Linked DNA regions of Sus scrofa: region 2 is linked to region 1. A link is a contact called in public HiChIP or PLAC-seq data. All regions are on one chromosome and are shown on one strand. The core of a region is the stretch at or near the end of the contact, and the rest is flanking DNA. Distances in the headings are between cores, read along the strand shown. Region 1 overlaps MYLK (myosin light chain kinase, smooth muscle). Region 2 overlaps MYLK (myosin light chain kinase, smooth muscle).

Region 1 (4,763 bases), core at 1,862-4,361:
ATCCCGAGTTGCTGTGGCTCTGGCGTAGGCCGGTGGCTACAGCTCCGATTCAACCCCTGGCCTGGGAACCTCCATATGCCGCGGGAGTGGCCCAAGAAATAGCAACAACAACAACAACAACAAAAGACAAAAGACAAAAAGACCAAAAAAAAAAAAAATGATAGCACACTATAAGCAGTGATTGGCAGCTTGCCTTTTCATCTAATGATACAGTTGTCCCTGGGGATCTGCAGGGTATTGGTACCAGAACCCTTTGCAGATACCAAAATCCGCAGACACTCAAGTCTGTTACATAAAGTGGGGTAATATTTGCATATAACCCAAACTGGTTACCAGAACCCCTTGCAGATACCAAAATCCGCAGACATTCAAGTCTGTTATATAAAGTGGGGTAATATTTGCATATAACCAAATATTCCTCCTGTATACTTTACTCATCTCTTAGAATACTTAAAATATCTAGTGCAATGTAAATACTATGCAAATAGATGCCAGTGCAGCCAACTCGTTTTGCTTTTTGAAACTTCCTGGACCTTTTCTTCCTCAAATATTTTCGATACGCAGTTGATTGAATCCATAGATGCAGGACCTGTGGCTACAGAGGGCTGACTGTCTACCTTGATGTTTCTTGTGAGACAGAAGGGAGAGCTTCCAAACTGTTTTCTAGGGCTGTGTGATGCTCCATTACCGTCTCCTGAGATTTTAAGCACCTCGAAAAAGTCAAAGACACTACATCATTAAAATGACTAAAAGGAAAGACTGATCACCTAAGTACGGGTGCTGGCAAGGAATGTGGAGCAACTGGAACGCTCCTATGGTGCTGGCATGAGCGCAAAATAGTACAGACCCTTCTGAAAATTTTGGCTTTTAAGTTTAACTTCTTAAAAAGTTAAACATACATGGAGTTCCCGTCGTGGTGCAGTTGTTGGCGAATCCGACTAGGAACCATGAGGTGGTGAGTTCGATCCCTGGCCTTGCTCAGTGGGTTGAGGGTCCGGCATTACCGTGAGCTGTGGAGTGGGTTGCAGACGCAGCTCAGATCCCGCATTGCGTAGGCCAGCGGCTACAGCTCCAATTTGACCCCTAGCCTGGGAACCTCCATATACTGTGGGTGCAGCCCTAAAAAGACAAAAAAAAAAAAAAAAGTTAAACATGTATTTACCATCTGATCTATTCATTCTACTCCTGGGTATTTACACACCAGAAACGAAAGCACACGTCCATGTAGAGATGTGTACACAAACCTTCATAGCAGCTTGGTTCCTAAGAGCCCCAAACTGGAAACAACCCAAATATCCACCAACAAATGAATTGAGACAAATTATGACACATCCATCCTATGGAATATTACTCAGCGCTAGTGACAGACACAAGAGGGACAGTCTCACAAAAATTAACCGAATGAGAGAAGCCAGGCACAGAAAGAGTGCACACTGGGTGATTCCCTTTATCTAAAAGTCTAAAAAAAAATTAAAAAATAAAAAAAAATTTAAAAAAAAAGGGAGTTCCTGTCGTGGTGCAGTGGTTAACGAATCCGACTAGGAACCATGAGGTTGCGGGTTCGGTCCCTGCCCTTGCTCAGTGGGTTAAAGATCCAGCGTTGCCGTGAGCTGTGGTGTAGGTTGCAGACGCAGCTCGGATCTTGCGTTGCTGTGGCTCTGGTGGAGGCCAGTGGCTACAGCTCCGATTCGATCCCTAGCCTGGGAACCTCCATATGCCGCGGGAGCAGCCCAAAGAAATAGCAAAAAGACAAAAAAAAAAAAAGAAAGTCTAGAAGAGGCAAACTACAGTGACAGGAAGGTCGTCGGGGAGAGGGGCTCAGGGAAGCATGTGGGGGTGATGGAGATGTTCATTTCCTAAAACCATGTGATGGTTTCGTGTGTGAAAGTTTCAAATTAAATGCCATAAATATATGCAGCATGCTGTATAAGTTGTTTGTATATTTTAGATAAGCAATGAGATCCTGCTGTGTAGCACTGGGAACTATATCTAGCCACATATGACAGAGCCTGACAATGTGAGAAGAAAAAAGAATGTACATATATGTATGTGTGACTGGGTCACCTTGCTGTACAGCAGAAAATTGACAGGACACTGTAAACCAGCTGTAATGAAAAACATAAAAATCATTCTATAAAAAATAAATAAAACCCAAGATGTATAAAAACAGGTATATATGCAGTGTGCGGTAGCCAGATCATTTCACTAAAAACTGGGGGGTGGGGGGAGCTCTCTGGGAGAGGGAGGGGGTATACCAGCTAGCCACTGACAAAAACTAGAACTCTGGGTTCAGGGCTGCTGGCCACCCATTCCGTTCTCTGGGGAGATGGGTTAAGCTGGCTTTCCCTCATCCTTGGGCTCCTCTGCAAGCCGGGCTCTGAGCTACCTCACGTGAGCTGAAGCGGGAGGGGCAGCAAGGAGGCCAGGCTGGGGTCTGTTTCCCACCAGGACAGGCCTCCCTGCTGTCCTGTCTCTGACCGTGCCCTTGGTCCTGCAGGCCAGGTGGCTCTGACCAGCCATCATTCTTATTTAGCTTTTTTGTTTTTGTCTTTGGGGGTGAGGGCACAGTGGGGACCAAGAGGGCTATGGTATCTCTAGGCTAGGCTCTGCGTTTGAGGGGAGGGACTGCCGTATTTGGAGTCCTTAGTGCAGGGGCCGCACAGCAAATTTTCTCCAGGAGGCCTGCAGCCAGTGGGGTACATTTCCAGGCTGCTCTTTTCCTACCTGGAAAGGCCTGACTCCAAACTGGCCACTCAGTTGTTACCTGCTGGCTCTGAGGGCAAAATATGGCCCACCGTGGAGCACGACCTGGGAGGCTAGGGGACAAGTTCCCCCAGTGCGGGGGCTGTGTGAAGGGCATGGGGCTGGAGAGCGAGGGGTGGCAGGGCCCAGGAGCAGAGGCTGGACTCTCAGAGCCGTCCTGCCCCAGGCCTCCATCTCACTGCCTTTGACAGAGGGGCCACGGGGCAGCCTTGGCCTTGACAGAAGGCCCTGGGCATGCACTTGGGGAACCCGGTATTGGAAAGGCAGAGATCGCCTTGCTCTGCCTGGGCTGCAGTAGCCAGGAAAGCAGGCTGCCTCGGGAGAGTTGAGGAATTTCCTGTTGCACAGATTGAGAAGGCTTGAGGACAAAATGTTTTTGCCTGTCCTGAGCCCTTGCTGCTCCCTCCTCTGCTATCTCAGCCAGAGTCCCCAGTCTCTCAGAGCACTTTGCAGACAGGCCCTTATTGCAAGTGCTGCTGGAACATCAAACACCCCAGCTCCCTTTCCTTCGAGCCAACAACCACTCCTCTGCCCCCACACCGGGGTCTTCCTATGGCCCAGCTTCCTGACCTGGTCATGCCTCCCATGTGGCAGCACACTGGTTCTCTGAAAGCCACTGAAATGTAGGATCTGAGGCCAGGTCCTGGTTGTGGACAGGTCACTGTCTCTCTCCAGCTCAACTTCCTTATCTGTATTTAGGGTAATAATAGTATCATCACAGAACCTGGGGGTTTTAAAAAGGTGAAAGGCGAAAAAACGTTGTCTGACTCTCTGTCATCAGTGGTGGCATGTGTGTGAGGCTGGCATGGGAGCTGACTCACACCTACCCACTGGGCTCAATTACCTGGTGGGTTTATCAGCAGTAAAAGAACAAACAGAGGGGTTCCCACCATGGCTCAGTGGGTTAAGTACCCAACTAGTAACCATGAGGACGTGGGTTCCATCACTGGCCTTGCTCAGTGGGTTAAGGATCCAGTGTTGCCATGAGGTGCAGTGTAGGTTGTAGACATGGCTTGAATCTGGCATTGCTGTGGCATAGGCAGGCAGCTGCGGCTGCTCCAATTCAACCCCTAGACTGGGAACTTCCATATGCCGTGAGTGTGCTCCCCCTCCCCCAAAAAAGAACAAACAGGGCCTGGGCCCTCACCCCAGGATTATTGTTTTTTTTTTTCCCCGCATCCATGGCATATAGGAGTTACCAGGCTAGGGATCAAACCTGTACCACAGCAGCTACCCAAGCCACAGCAGTGAAAATGCTGGGTCCTTAACGCAGTGCGCCACAAAAGAACTCCAAAGCAGACTTTTTTTTTGTCTTTTCTAGGGCCGCACCTGCAGCATATGGAAGTTCCCAGGCTAGGGATTTAATCGGAGCTGTAGCCGCCAGCCTATACCACAACCATAGCAGCATGGGATCCAAGCCACATCTGCGACATACACCACAGCTCACAGCAATGCTGGATCCTTAACCCACTGAGCAAGGCCAGGGATCAAACCCATATCCTCAAGGTTCCTAGTCAGATTTGTTAATCACTGAGCCACGACAGGAACTCCGCTGACAGACTCATTTTTAAGTGACCCAAGGGAAATACTGTTAGGAATACAAACGTGTGGCTTAAAAATCTCATGGATAAATCTAAAGTACATCTAAAGTAAGTTTAGAACAAACTTTCGCTGCCCTCCCTCCAAGAGAGGGATGAGGGAGAGTGCCTGAACCTGTGCGAACTGCCCCAGGCAGGCATTTACTTCCAAAGGCGCCTGTCGCCTCTGACCCTGTTCCTTCCTCCTGAGGCCCCACGGCAAGAATAGAGAGAAGAGAGAAGAGACTGGGAATAAATGTGCAGATGCACCTGTTCTCAGGCCTGCTGTTTTGGGTCACAGGGACCAGAGCAGCTGTCACTTGGGCCAGCCAGTGGCTGAGTCGTCCATCCCCTGCATTCCATTGCCCCTGTGCCTTCATGGGGTGAGCAAACAAGCGCTACAAACACATTCTGTGCTGGTGC
Region 2 (5,510 bases), core at 502-3,001, 52 kb before region 1:
AACCCTCAGGAGAGAACAGACATCCTCAGAACAGAGCCTCCCCTCCATGCCAAAGACACAGACGCACTGGGGTTGGGAGGGAGGCCTGGGCATGGCCTGGCAGAGGCCAGGAGGGCTTGGTGTCTGGGGCCCCGAGCTCCACATTTCCTTGGAATTCTCCCATGGCTCCCTGGAGACCTGACTAGCAGAGTGGGAAACACTGAGTCTAAGGGAAGGGCCTCCTGTGCCACCAGCGCCAGGATTTTCTCTTTTAGAAAACGCTCTCACTCCTGGGAAAACAGAGGCTCTCGCCTCTAATGCTTCTCTGGAGTAACCATCTCCACATGCCTGTGAACTTTGAGGATGGTTTGTGGCTGAGCCCAACCTTGCCTGGACTGGCACCTTTACTGGCACCACAGCAGCCACGTGCAGCTTTTAGAGACTGGCAGAGCTGCAGGGGTCTCCAGGCTGTCTACCTGGGTAATCCCAGGCCTTGCAGGCTAAGGCATTTTGCTCACCAAAAATACCCATCTGGCCAGAGGCAGAGCCAAAAGGGCATTTGAAAAAGACTCCAGACACTCACTCCAAGGGCCCATGATTGTCCAAGCTATTGGGCCAAACAAGATCAAGAATGCATCTTGCTTAAGCCCAAGCCAAGTGTTTCAAAAGGAAATCTCCTGCCCTTAAAAATCACGCAAGTTCGGAGTTCTCATCGTGGCTCAGTGGTTAACTAATCCAACTAGGAACCATGAGGTTGTGGGTTCGATCCCCGGCCTTGCTCAGTGGGTTAAGGATCCAGCATTGCCGTAAGCTGTGGTGTAGGTCACAGACGTGGTTCGGATCCCGCATTGCTGTGGCTCTGGTGTAGGCTGGCGGCTACAGCTCTGCTTGGACCCCTAGCCTAGGAACCTCCATATGCTGTGGGAGTGGCCCTAGAAAAGGCCAAAAGACAAAAAAAAAAAAAAAAAAAAAAAAATCATGCAAGTTTCAAGCTTAGATAGTATTGGGGGATTTCTGGGTATCTGGGATTCATTCTCTCTGCTTTGTTTTTCTTCTTTAAAGATATGCAAAGCAGCCTGTTTTTCTTGTGCTGGACTAGTGGCAGGAAGGAATCCACCTGGGTCCAGCTTCTCTCCTTCCAGGCTGAGGCCGGAGCCGCGGGGGTGGGCAGAGGCCCCGAGCATCACAGATCCCTGCACCGCCTTGGCAAATATAATAATAATAAGCCTTCAAAATAGCTACACATCACTCACTGAAACTAACTGAGGGGAAGGTTGGTTTTTATCCTTATTTAAAAAAAAGGAGTCACAGACTATCTGAAGAGAACGGGATCCTTTAAAGAACATCCAAGAAGAGAAGTTGACTGCTAATTAGTGGAAGTTGGGTTAAACCAGCCGTATTTAATAGCTGGCTTAGAAATGGATGCTCGAAACTGTCCAGAGTAGGCCACACGATTCCTGTCTCATTCCCTTTCCATGTTACATCTACTTCATCAACCCTGATAAGACAGTAGACAGATGTCCCTAGAGACATGCAGGTAAATCTGGGCTTAATCCAGCTTGACTTTGGACTGATTCTAAATCCCCGGGTTCTGAATGAATGTGGCTTTGCTGTGTCCATCAATGCGAGTCCTCATTTTATTGAGCAGTTCTATTCTTAGCTCTCTGAGGGGGAGGCAGACAGAAAGCCCTGCCCCTCCATTCCATTCCCCTCCCAGGACGGCATTTAACATGTTGCTCCTGCCAGCTGGCGGGCAGCCACACCGATGGCCCTGTCAGCACTGGCCGAGGAGAATGAGAAACTAAACCATAAAAGGCTACAAGTGCGGCCCGTGTAGTGGTGGTGGTGGTGGTGGAGGAGGGAGAGAGGGTGGCATCCTGCAGAGGGGCCCCAGTGGGGGCAGGGGGCACTGGACACAGAAAAGCAGCTCCAAGGAGTTGACCCCTGATTTCCCCCGCGCGGGGGTTGGGGGGGGCGGGGGGCTGATGAGAGAGAATGCCAGGGAAAACTGGAAACCGATACCCACTGGCAGGTGGGGGCATGGGGCCACATCGATACTTTGGGTACAGGCAAAGTGTAACAAGCTGGGTCACTAGCACCAACCCCCCACCCCCCAAAATGTTCCCGACTCCTCAGGGGAAAGGATTAAAATAAGCATCCCAAGTCACCAGAGAGTGAGATGCCTGTCTTTTGTAGGTGAGAAGCCTGTTCCCTGAGCACCTGGTCCACTGGCCTTCCCAGAGACAGAACGAACTCCTGACCTGGGGGAAAGGCTTTTGTGTACACCACCTACGAAGGCTCACAAGGTGCACAAGGCCCAGCTTTCCATCCGCCGCCCCTTCGCTGTCCTGAATGCCTGCCACATAGGGGGACAACGGACTGAGCAGGGCGGATGGCAGATGGCCAGGCAGAAAGCTAGTTTGAGATTTCAGGAGAGAGTTGCCCAAGACATGAGAAACACAGTGACTGAGTGAGATGGAGAGGAACAGGCAAACTTGACAATCGGGCTGGTGACAGGCTCTAAGCTCAGTACTGGGATGTAGGAGATAAGAAAAAGGGAGTGGATTTGGGATTAGGAGGGCACGGTGACCTCAGAAGGGCAGTCCCAGTAAGTAATGGGGCCTGAGCCCAAGGCTACGGGCAGCTGGAGATTGTTGCCAGGGAGGCAAAGAAGCAGACTCAGAGCCGAGACTGACCCTTTTAGAGGGTTTGGCCCTGTCGAGAGCAGGAGAGAGAGATGCGAGGGCGGCCAGAGCAAGAGGAGATACTGCAGGAGTTATACCTGCCTGTGTGCTTGGCCAAGACAGGAGAGCCCTGGGGAAGTGGAGAAGTGGAAGAGAATGGGTATGGGGGTTGGAGCCCTCGAGAGCCTGGGGTCTAGAGCCCAGGGGAAAGGTGGGCCGTACGTAGAGCCTGGAGGGTGGAGTCAGCACAGGGATAGAGAAAGAGATGCCTGTGGGGTGGGGCCCCCAAGTGGAGCAGCTCCGTGCCTGATGCCTCCTGCTGCTCAGAGATGCGAGAGGCCAAGGCCTGCAGGGTGGAGGCGGGGGCGGGTCTTGAGCAAAGGCTGTGACACTGACGCCTCCGCTGAGCACAGTCTGTGGGTTGATGCCATTCTCCTGCTGTGCCCCAAACTCAGGCACAGTGGCAGTAAAGTTGAAAGGCAGCATGGATTCAAGGTGAGGGTTTGCAAGGGGACCGGAGGTTGGGGGCAGGTGTGGACCTGGGGGAGTGGGATCACGGGTGCTGGCTGGAGATCTGGAGTCCTAGAGTTCAGGGTCTCCAAAGGCTGGAGAGGCAGGCACTGTGTGTGCAAGGCCTGCGAAGCCCTTCTTGACAAGCATGAAGGGCAGCAGCGGTGTGAGAGCAGGGAGTGGGAGAGCGGAGGGAACTCGAGCTGGAGGAGCGACCCCGTGAGATAAGGCCCCAGGTCCAGCATCCCACCTGCCCTGTGCCCTGTCCCCCCACTCACCCACAACAGTGAGGTTGACCTGGGCCTGCCTGCTGCCCAGCTTGTTCTCCACCAGCAGAGTGTAGCAGCCACAGTGCTCCTGGCGCGCGGCCCGGATGGTGAGCTTGCTGCCATTCTCACTGTTCTCCACCTTGATGTGCTCACTCTCCTGGATCTGGGGGCAGAGAGTGGGGCAGGTGCTGGAGACTTGAGCCAGGAAAGAAAGGGGGCCCCGACCCGCACTCTGCACCCCCTAAGGGATGCAGCAGCACGAGTTGTGTGGGGCTGGTCGAGGCTGGAGGGCCTCCCCCTAAGAGCCCTCCTGTCCTGCATGCAGCATCAAGGTGCCCCAATGGGGTCCAGATGGAGGCAGGCAGGCAGGGTGCTGAGCAGGCGCTGGGGGTCAGGGGATGAGCTATCGCTTGCCGCTCCACACCGGAAGTGAGGTCTGGAATGGGATGGGTGGTGAGAGAACACGTTTGATCAAAGTCACCAAGCCCACACGTGGCTTTTTCTGGCCTCTTCTCTGCTGCCTGATACCATAGCCACCAGCCACACGTGGCTTTTCAAAGTGTAGTTAATTGAGTCCATATCCCAGATGTCCACTGATGGATGAAAAGATACAGGAAATGTGGTAGATCCAAACCATGGAATATTACACGGCCATAAGAGGAATCAAGTATTGGTTCATGTTACAACAGGGGTGATCCCTGAAAGCATTATGCTAAGTAAAAAAGCCCAGATGCAAAAGAACACATATTATATGATCCCTTTTTTTGTTTTTTGTTTTTTTTTTTTGCTTTTTAGGGCTGCACTTAATGTCATATGGAAGTTCCCAGGCTAGGGGTTGAATTGGAGCCATAACTTCTGGCCTTGGCCACAGCCACAGCAATGCCAGATCTGAGCCACATCTTTGACCTACACCACAGCTCATGATAACACTGGATCCTTAACCCACTGAGCAAGGCTAGGGATTGAACCCCCAACCTTGTGGATCCTAGTCAGTTTCTAAACCTACTGAGCCACAATGGGAACTCCTATATGATTCCACTTACAAGAAATACCCAGATTAGGCAACCTCATAGAGACACATAGTAGGTTAGAGGTTGCCAGGGTCTGGGGGAGGGGGAGAAATGACTGCAAATGAGTCTGGGGTTTGTTTTTTGAGGTGATAAAAATGTTCTGGAATTAGAAAATTGTTATGGCTGTACAACCTTGTGACTATATGCATATTCTAAAAGGGTAAATTTTATGATGTTTGAATTATATTTCAAGAAAGCTGTTAGCACAGTTTTTAATTAACTGAAATTTAAATCTCACTTCCTCACTTGTGCTAGTCACATGTCATATGCTCAATGGCCATATACAGTTAGTGATTTACCGTACTGGATAACAGAAACAGAAACTTTCACTGCAGAAAGCTCTGTTGGATGGAGCTGAGACTTGGCTAAATGTCTGTGGAAAGGGTTGAGATTCCAGAGTTCCTGTTGTTGGCTCAGGGGAAATGAATCTGACCAGTATCCGTGAGGATGCAGGTTCGATTCCTGGCCTCGCTCAGTGGGCTAAGGATCTGGTGTTGCTGTGAGCTGTGGTGTAGGTTGCAGATGTGGCTCGGATCCTGCGAGGCTGTGGCTGTGGTGTAGGCCGGCAGCTGTAGCTCTGATTCGACCCCTAGCCTGGAAATTTCCACATGTTGCAGGTATGGCCCTAAAAAGCAAGAAAAAGGTTGAGATTCCATCTTCCTTCAGACACCACTAGCCCAGACAGGACCCAAGCAGGCGTGGGATAAGGCTGGCTCTCTTCTTTATCTTGTGAGGCCAAGCCCTCTCTCCTTCCCTGTACTAGCCTTAGGACGTCTCTGGGCCTTAGGACAATTTGAATGGGTTGGAAATGCAGCAACAGAGGCTGCAGAAGAAATCCTCACACCTTCTGTGCAGTTCCCGAGGCAGTGCCAGCTCAATGTCCCGGGGCCTCTGCTGATCAGGCCCATGGGCACACGCTACCAAAGTGGGATTGAAGGAATGGCAAGGAACAGGCTCTAAAAACTGACTGTTTGGAAATTCTAACATTTCCCCGTAGG

What was found. HiChIP or PLAC-seq counts read pairs in DNA pulled down with a chosen protein or histone mark.
Region 2: a contact with region 1 is called in an H3K27ac HiChIP or PLAC-seq map of skeletal muscle. The contact joins two enhancer-like sites. A contact is called at or near these places in 1 of 5 promoter capture datasets (liver), 20 of 47 Hi-C or Micro-C datasets (alveolar macrophages, brain, embryonic fibroblasts and 12 more) and 1 of 2 datasets of contacts at active chromatin or transcription factors (skeletal muscle).

The regions. Positions count from the first base shown.
Region 1 is chr13:136,711,264-136,716,026 of Sscrofa11.1, reverse strand. The region is part of intron 13 of MYLK (myosin light chain kinase, smooth muscle); the gene reads right to left. Among named protein-coding and RNA genes, the nearest start is that of HACD2, 120 kb to the left of the region's middle. Within about 2 kb of position 3,111, at least 16 of the 83 cell types and tissues checked have an H3K27ac peak or open chromatin away from gene starts, as enhancers often do. A contact at or near this core is called in omental adipose tissue, skeletal muscle and subcutaneous adipose tissue, where this site is marked.
Region 2 is chr13:136,760,777-136,766,286 of Sscrofa11.1, reverse strand. It overlaps MYLK (myosin light chain kinase, smooth muscle), which reads right to left. Exons shown (of 34, transcript XM_021070234.1): 23 at 3,452-3,605. Among named protein-coding and RNA genes, the nearest start is that of HACD2, 71 kb to the left of the region's middle. Within about 2 kb of position 1,751, at least 25 of the 83 cell types and tissues checked have an H3K27ac peak or open chromatin away from gene starts, as enhancers often do. A contact at or near this core is called in omental adipose tissue, skeletal muscle and subcutaneous adipose tissue, where this site is marked.